Linked DNA regions of Canis lupus: region 1 is linked to region 2. The links are chromatin contacts, called in public Hi-C maps. All regions are on one chromosome and are shown on one strand. The core of a region is the stretch at or near the end of the contact, and the rest is flanking DNA. Distances in the headings are between cores, read along the strand shown. Region 1 holds the start of EMC2 (ER membrane protein complex subunit 2). Region 2 holds the start of EIF3E (eukaryotic translation initiation factor 3 subunit E).

Region 1 (3,675 bases), core at 1,079-3,578, 180 kb before region 2:
CTATAAGTCTTTGAAAGAAAAATCTGGGATCTCTTTAAAAGCCCTGAAACAGAACTTTTATTCCACAAAAGTCTGAAACCTTCATTTTCCAAATAAGTAAACTATACCCTATTAGTAGAATGAGCTGCCGAAGTCTACCTAAGGTACAGAAATTTTTCCAACACTTGAAAAATGACTTATAGTCCTTTGTGACAGTTTGTTAATGTTTATTATTAATGCTATTAACAATTCACTTAGTAAACAATTACTAAGCTCTTCCAAAATGTCTAGCACAAGAATAAAACAGGCTGGCCCTCCCTTCATTCTAGGAAACAAAATTTTAAAACTTAACAAATTGGATAAGGACTTCAATAATATGAGGACACAGAGTTAAAGGACCAGAAGTACATTTTGTTGCTTTTGTTGTTGTTTTTATTCTTTTTTTCAAAACATTTTGGCAAAGGGATAGGATAGGGTGGTCAAGGAAAGCTCTCCAAAATATATGACCTTTGAGGGAAATTCCGATACACGGTAATGTATAATGGTAGCAAGACTAGAGCAAGAAAGGAAAAACACTCCCAGTAGGAAGAAATAGCATCTGTCCAGCTCTAAGATAAGAGGAGCAGAACACATTTAGGGAATTCAACAAAAGCCAGCATAGCCAGCCCAAAGAGTAAGGGGCGAAATAATTAAGATAAAGTGGGAGTCATGGACAAGGAGCTAGATCATCTTTTTATAAAGCACTTAATGGTGTAAAAGCATTTTAACATGTTTTCTCTTTTGTTCAATCATACTTGTGAAGTAGTTTGTATTTATTATTCTAAATCCACTCCTCTTTACAATACCCAAGGGTAAGATCCAAGTTACCTACTAAATCATTACCTTATCTGCTAATAGGTCATATCTACTTGCTCCTATCATCTAAGAAACCGAATTGAACATACCTTCAAAGTAGCACTTTCTAAAAAGTATGAAATAATCGAAGAAAATTTTAAAAAGCATTAAAAGTAACAGCCACATATCTACCATCTGGCTTCCGAATATACAGTTGACAGAAGCCTTTTAAAACTATGTATTTTACAGGTCTGTCTTCTCCCTTAGACTGTGAATTCCCTAAAGGTAAGGACTGTGTGTTCCTTAATTTAATATACCCAAGATCTAGCACTAAGCAGCTAATACTTTTATTTAATAGAATGAACTCCCCCAATACAGGTAGAAATCCTGAGGTTACAGTGAGCTAGAGGCCACAAAACTAATGATAAATTACTGAATTCCGTTCAGGTATAAAGGAATTTTACCTTTTCCCACATATGTTTGCAATTTTGTAATATCTGAGAGAGACAGTCACCATCAAATGGCCAATATAACTTTCAGTCCACATGTTATCAGGTCACTGTTTAAGTATCTGAAGAAGGCATTCACTAAACAAATAAGCTATTAAAGCTACCGTTAAATAACGGGAAAAGAAATTTCAATTACACAACTATCATGCCTTAGAGAAACTCAAGGCTCTTAACCATGCTTCCCACTAAAGTTTTTAAGAACACAAAAATCTCTTGTAAAACGGGCTCAAAGTTTGGCTGCTTCCAGATTTAAAGAACACTCTCCCTTAAAGTAGAATGGGAAAAGAAGTCCATCACACTTGAGCATATACCTAAAATAACCAGTTCTTTTCCCCTTTCAGAAAAGGAATTACTGGCAGGAAGCAGAAAGAAAGTTGTGTTACGTGTCTAAGTGTGCTTTGAGGGGAATGGGGGAGCGGATATTGAAGAAGAGAAATGCGAGACCCAGTTTTGCAGAGAACGAAATGTAAAGTGGCACGTGGGAGGATCAATTTTGTTCACGGGTCTTCCACAGACCTTTAAAGCCCAGAGTCGTAACCCTCACACAGCTTAATGAAAGGCCTCGGAGGCCCTGTATTTCTCGGCTGCAGGGAAGCTTCGGCAGGGAACCACCCCGCCTCCTCCGCGCCTCCCAGCAGCCACACGACATGCGTGACGGCCCTCCCGTCTCAGAATGGAAGCCATCCTGGGCTACTGCACAGCGCGGCGGTACATGGGTCAGTCAGTCTATTGATGAGCACGGGCGGTGGGGAACACCACAGACTGCAATCGGCGGCCGGGCCAAGGAGAGGGTCAGCCTCAAAATCCACCTCGGCCACCTCCTCAGCTTGGCCGGTCCGGAGAGAGCTCCAGTGCAGAAGACAGACCAAAGAATCCAGGTCTCCGCCCGGCGGCACGTACTGCCGAACCGCTTCCCAGGGCTTTTGGTCTTTCCGCGCCCTCCCCGCCCGCAATTACCTTCCCAAGTGACATCGTAAAGCTCTGAGACCTTCGCCATCTTCTCAGAACCTAGAGGCAGGGAATGAGAGGGCGGGGAGACACCGTCACGTGACCTGCGACCGGGCGGTGGCGAACTGCGACGCCCTTTCTCATTGGTCGAGAGGGCCGGAGGGGGCGGGATCCGCCGCGCACGTGCACGCGGCCCCCTGGCAGGGAAGTTGGGGAAGGGGGCGGGGCGAGCGGAGCGGAGCGGAGCGGGCGGGGCGAGCTTGGCGGCTGGTGGCGTTCAGGGACTCTGAGGACGCCGTGACTTGAGGGCCGGAAGGTGAAGTCCGCCCAGGACGAGGTGACTTTTTTTACCAGGGATTTTTAGCAAATGCGGGTTGTTGTTTTTTTTGTTTTTTTGTTTTTTTTAATATGCGCCACTCCCGGCTTTTCATTTTTCCCTACGTAGGTGTATTCGTTTTCTTCCCACTCCCTAACCTTGTTCTCTTCATGCTCTGCTGCAATGTCACATCTGCTCCAGTCCTTTATTTGCCAGCTTTCCTCCTTCCGTAATGGGATTTGCTTTCCATTTTTCTTTTAGAATGTCCGACTAAACTGATGCACTCCAAAAATTTGTTTAAATCTCTCTGAGAGACTAAGCGAGATTCTGCCTTTACGCATTATGCTTGTGTGGCCGAGGACTGAGTAAATAAATGTTCACGTGAAGTCTTCTTGGCAACCTGGATCACCGTCTGCCATTCTAGATTTGAAAACTCGTAAGACCAGCCAACATGTAAATCCTTATAAATAAGTGAATGAATGAAATACGGAATAAATGTACAAAGGAGACCGTCCCAGTCCCTGCACTTGGCTCCTCCTCTACCACTTCACGGCGGGGAGCCTCCTTTCCCACCCTCACCCACCAAGCTATTTGCTTTCTGGAACCATTAGACCTAGTCTACTAGAGCTAGGGAGACGTGTCTGGAGTAGAAGAAAAGAAATTTAAATTCATATGCATATATTTAATATTTGAAACAATGGAAACATGAAATTGTAAAGGGAATATGTAAAATGAGGAAAGAAGGCAAAAAATTTCTACATTATAGCCATAGTTAAGGAACAATGAAGAGGCAATCAAGATAGGGAGAAAGGAGGGTCATATCCCACAAGCCAGGGGAGTAGAATTTAAAAAAGTAAAAGGAACTATCAATAGCATCAGCCACAGAGAAGTTACATAAGGACAGAAAAGACTATTGAACTTAGAAACTTGGAATCGATTCTGAATGAGCTTCATTCTCTGCAAACTTAACAGACCTTTTAGAAATTCTTCATTCAAAAAAATTAAAAACCTTCCACTCAGAAATTCATGTATTCTAATGCTTCAAGAAAACAATAGAACGAACACGAACTCTATCAGACAGATTTGAAC
Region 2 (3,754 bases), core at 412-2,911:
CGTCTACACAAAAATTTGTACACAAATATTTATAGCAGCATTATTCATAGTAGCCAAAGGGTAGAAACCACCCAAATGTCCATAATTGTTTTGTGGTATAGCCATATAATAGAATATAATTTGGCCATGAAAAGAAATGAAGTACTGGTCATGCTAAAACTAGGGTGAATTTTGGAAATATTATGCAAATTGAAAGTGTCAGACACAAAAGGCCACGTATTATATGTGTCCATTCACATGAAAGCTCTGAATAGGGAAATCTATAGAGACAGAAAATAGGGCTGGGGTAGAGTGAACAAGAAGAGGATATGAAGAAGATGAGGTTAGTGCAAGAGATAACAAGGCTTTGATAGCTTTAAGCATGTTTATTTTAAGAGTCACCCTGGCTTCTGTGGGAATAAATCACAGGTGGAAAAGAAGGGAAGCAAAGTAATTAGTGAAGAAGATACTGTAAAAACCAAAGCAAGACACGGTGGTGGTTTGGACTAGGGATGTGACTTTGGAGGTGGTGTGAACTGACTGGATCCAGACATGCTTCAGATGTCAAAAACCAAAGGGTTCGTTGGTGCATTCAGTGCAAAATGTAACAGAAAGAGAAAAGCCAAAGATGACTCCAAGGTTTAGGGTCTGAGCAAGTGGGCAGATGGAACTAGCATTCACCGAGACGGAGAAGAGGGCAAAAAGAGCAGGTTTTGATGAGCTACATGTGGGAGTCTAGTTTTGGACATGTTGATGTTGAGGTGCTGTGTAGCCAGCTAGATACATGTGAGCCTGCAGTTAACTAAAAGTCTGTGTTGGGGCTACAATTTAGGAGTTGTCCATGTATAGACTGCATTTAAAGCCATTAGGTTGAATGATATCAACTAGGGTATATCGACTTAGATAGAGAAGAGGTCCAAGACCCTGAGGCCCTCCAGAATGAAGAGGCCTGAAAGATGAAAGCGGACTGGCAAAGGAGACTTCAGAGCACCTGGAATAAAATCCACCTTCTTACCTTAATCATGACCTGGCCCTTCACATCGTCTTTGCCTCACTGTCTAGTCACACAGGATATTCAGCTTTTGGACTATACCAAGTCCTCTCCTGTGTCGTGGCCTTTCTGATTGCTAAGCCATCCACCACGCACGGTTTTACCCTGGCTCCAATTTTGTCGCCTCCTTCAGCCGCTACAAGCCTCCATTAAACTGCTACCCTGTGCTTCCTCCAACCTTCCTAAATGAATAGGTCCGGCCGACCACGCCCGACAGATCACGGATCTTAATTACCATCAAAAACTACTTCACTAGTTTCCTGCCTAGAAACCCGCCCACCTTAATGCAACCCACGACTACAAAACAAACACTACACGCCGAACGAAACCTCAGGTATTCATTCTTTCTCCCGTGCAACTCCCCGGAAAGCAGGGGCCTCATTATCTGGCCCTCTGCCACTTCCCGGAGAAATCGACAACCCCTTCTCAGTGTTTACTAGCGGAACGGATGGCCGCACGCCCGTCAACTCGCGAACGGAAGAAGGCGCGCCCGCGGCTCCGCCCGGCCTCACGGTGGCCTAAAGGAAGGGAGGACCCGCACGCATGCGCTATTGTTCTCTGAGCGCTTGGGGCTGAACGCCGCCCCCTTCCCCGGGCGTGGTTAACCACTGCGCACGCGCAACCCGGGCCTTGTCCGTTCGTTCGTCGACGCTATCAATAAAGTTTTAGTGAGTACAGACTTTCTTTTTCCTTGGCAAGATGGCGGAGTACGACTTGACTACTCGCATCGCGCACTTTTTGGATCGGCATCTAGTCTTTCCGTTGCTTGAGTTTCTCTCCGTAAAAGAGGTGAGGGGGGCTTTGGCCGCGAAGAAGCCGCGGGAGCGCGTAAGACGCCGGGCAAGGCCGAGAGGCGGTGGCGGTAGCCCTAGGCCTGACACACGTGTGAGGCGGCCGCGAGTTTGGTCCTGCGTGAGGCAGGAGCATCTGCGGGTAATTTAGCGCCGTCCCAGTTGGTTAGCACGGCAGAACTCGGTTGTGACAAGAATTGCGGGTTGAAGAGGTCTCTGCTTCACTGCTGGAGGGGACAGTGCCAGAGGGACTTCCGCGTCAGGTCCTCTCGGAAGTGGACCATTCGCCAGCTTCCAAGTAGTAACGCTTGCTTCTGAAAGCAAATTGTTGTGTAGGGAGATTTGGGGTTTTCTTTCGGGGACTATGGGGAAGGGTGTGCTTGGCTTTGTGTTTTTGTTTGCCAGATCTTTGGAATAATTTTCATACACTTAAAAACCAAGTCCTACTTTAACTTCCATAAAGTTGCGAGTCCTTCGCATAGTTTTCCCGGTCTTTCGAGAAGTATAGCCAGTTCTTAGAGCATGGCATATTTTGTCTGATGGGGCGTCCTTCTCCCCGACCCCTCAAAAAAAAAAAAAACTGGACAATTTTGTTTGTTTTTTACCTAAAAGTGGTTTTCCGGTGTATACAGACTAAGAGTAATTTGAAAGTTAACCTTCATTTAGCTACTCTAGGTACCTTGAATTATGTGGTTCTGATTCCTCATTTCAAAACGTCTCAATCCTGAAAGTTTTGAAATGTTGGTGTTAGTTCTACCTTGAGTTTGTTGGGAAATAGATACATAGTAATTATGATAAAGCAGTGTTACTATGATGAAGGGATTCGATTATTGGCCAGAAAAGTAAGTGAATCCTGTATCAGAAAGCAGGTTACAACATAAGTCTACATAGGGAACTCTAGACTTGGGAAGTATATTTGTGTGGCTCAACGACAATAAAACAGAAGAGCTCTGCAAATCAACATTAAATTGTTCTGATAACTTTTCAGATCTTGGTAGTTACTGTTCAGGTATAGTCCGCAAAATTATCTGTTCCTTTTCCAAACACATAGCAGGACTCTAAAGTTATGATGTTAAGGAGCAGCAAAGTTCATTTGATTTTTCTTTACCTAGCATGTAGTTACACCTATATATATATATATATATATTTTTTTTTTTTTTACACCTATATTTTTAGAGCTTGAATAAAACCGCCTATTCAGCCTTGTTTCCTTTTCTGGATGTGTGAGGATAATTCACTAAAAATGAAAGAATAGAAAAATGCCATATTAGAAATCCTTTATCAGCTACTTGTAGAAATGCTCCTAAACTAGCCAAAGTCCATATTCTTGTGATGTGGTCTTTATGTTTTTGTTTTACAAGGCAGGTAGATAAAAGGGAGGAATATGTGAAGGAAAATTAGTTTTTCATAAGGTAAGACCAAAACTATGAATGGCAGCTGAGAGTCATTGGAAAATAACTGCTCAGTACCTGCCATTTTGTAGAGAATGGGTGAGATGGCTGGAATACACTCAGAGGAAGAAAGATACTGGAGTATTTACTTAGCAGTTACTAAGTATAGGTCTGTCATGGAATTGTGTTAAATCTAGGATAAAACTCAGACCTCTCACCACTGAGAAACTTACCTATCCTTTAGAGGAGATAAAGGTCTATAATTACATACAATGCAAAAAGGGACAAAGGTAGAGAAGTACTGGCAGAGTGCTGTTAGAATTGAAAAGATTCTATTCTGTGGGCAAAAAGGACTTTGAAGATAGGTTTTTGTTTTTGTTGAGGATAGGTTTTTAAAGATTTTTTTCATAAGAGAGGCAGAGACATAGGCAGAGGGAGAAGCAAGCTCCTCAAGGGGAGCCCAGTGTGGGACTTGATCTCAGGACTCTGGGGCCATGCCCTGAGCTGAAGGCAGGCACTCAATCACTGAGCCACCCAGGCGT

The links. A called contact is a pair of places that touch in the nucleus more often than the background predicts.
Region 1: a Hi-C map of blood shows a contact between it and region 2, with 2.5 times the contacts expected there. The contact joins the promoter of EMC2 here to the promoter of EIF3E in region 2. A contact is called at or near these places in 3 of 9 Hi-C or Micro-C datasets (amygdala and blood).

What each region holds. Positions count from the first base shown.
Region 1 is chr13:9,290,032-9,293,706 of UU_Cfam_GSD_1.0, reverse strand. EMC2 (ER membrane protein complex subunit 2) reads right to left here and starts at 2,328. Exons shown (of 13, transcript XR_005368539.1): 1 at 2,280-2,328. It overlaps LOC102154667 (a long non-coding RNA gene), which reads left to right and starts at 2,488. Exons shown (of 6, transcript XR_005368537.1): 1 at 2,488-2,607; 2 at 2,848-3,039.
Region 2 is chr13:9,107,959-9,111,712 of UU_Cfam_GSD_1.0, reverse strand. It overlaps EIF3E (eukaryotic translation initiation factor 3 subunit E), which reads left to right and starts at 1,661. Exons shown (of 13, transcript XM_038555335.1): 1 at 1,661-1,819. The coding sequence starts at 1,730.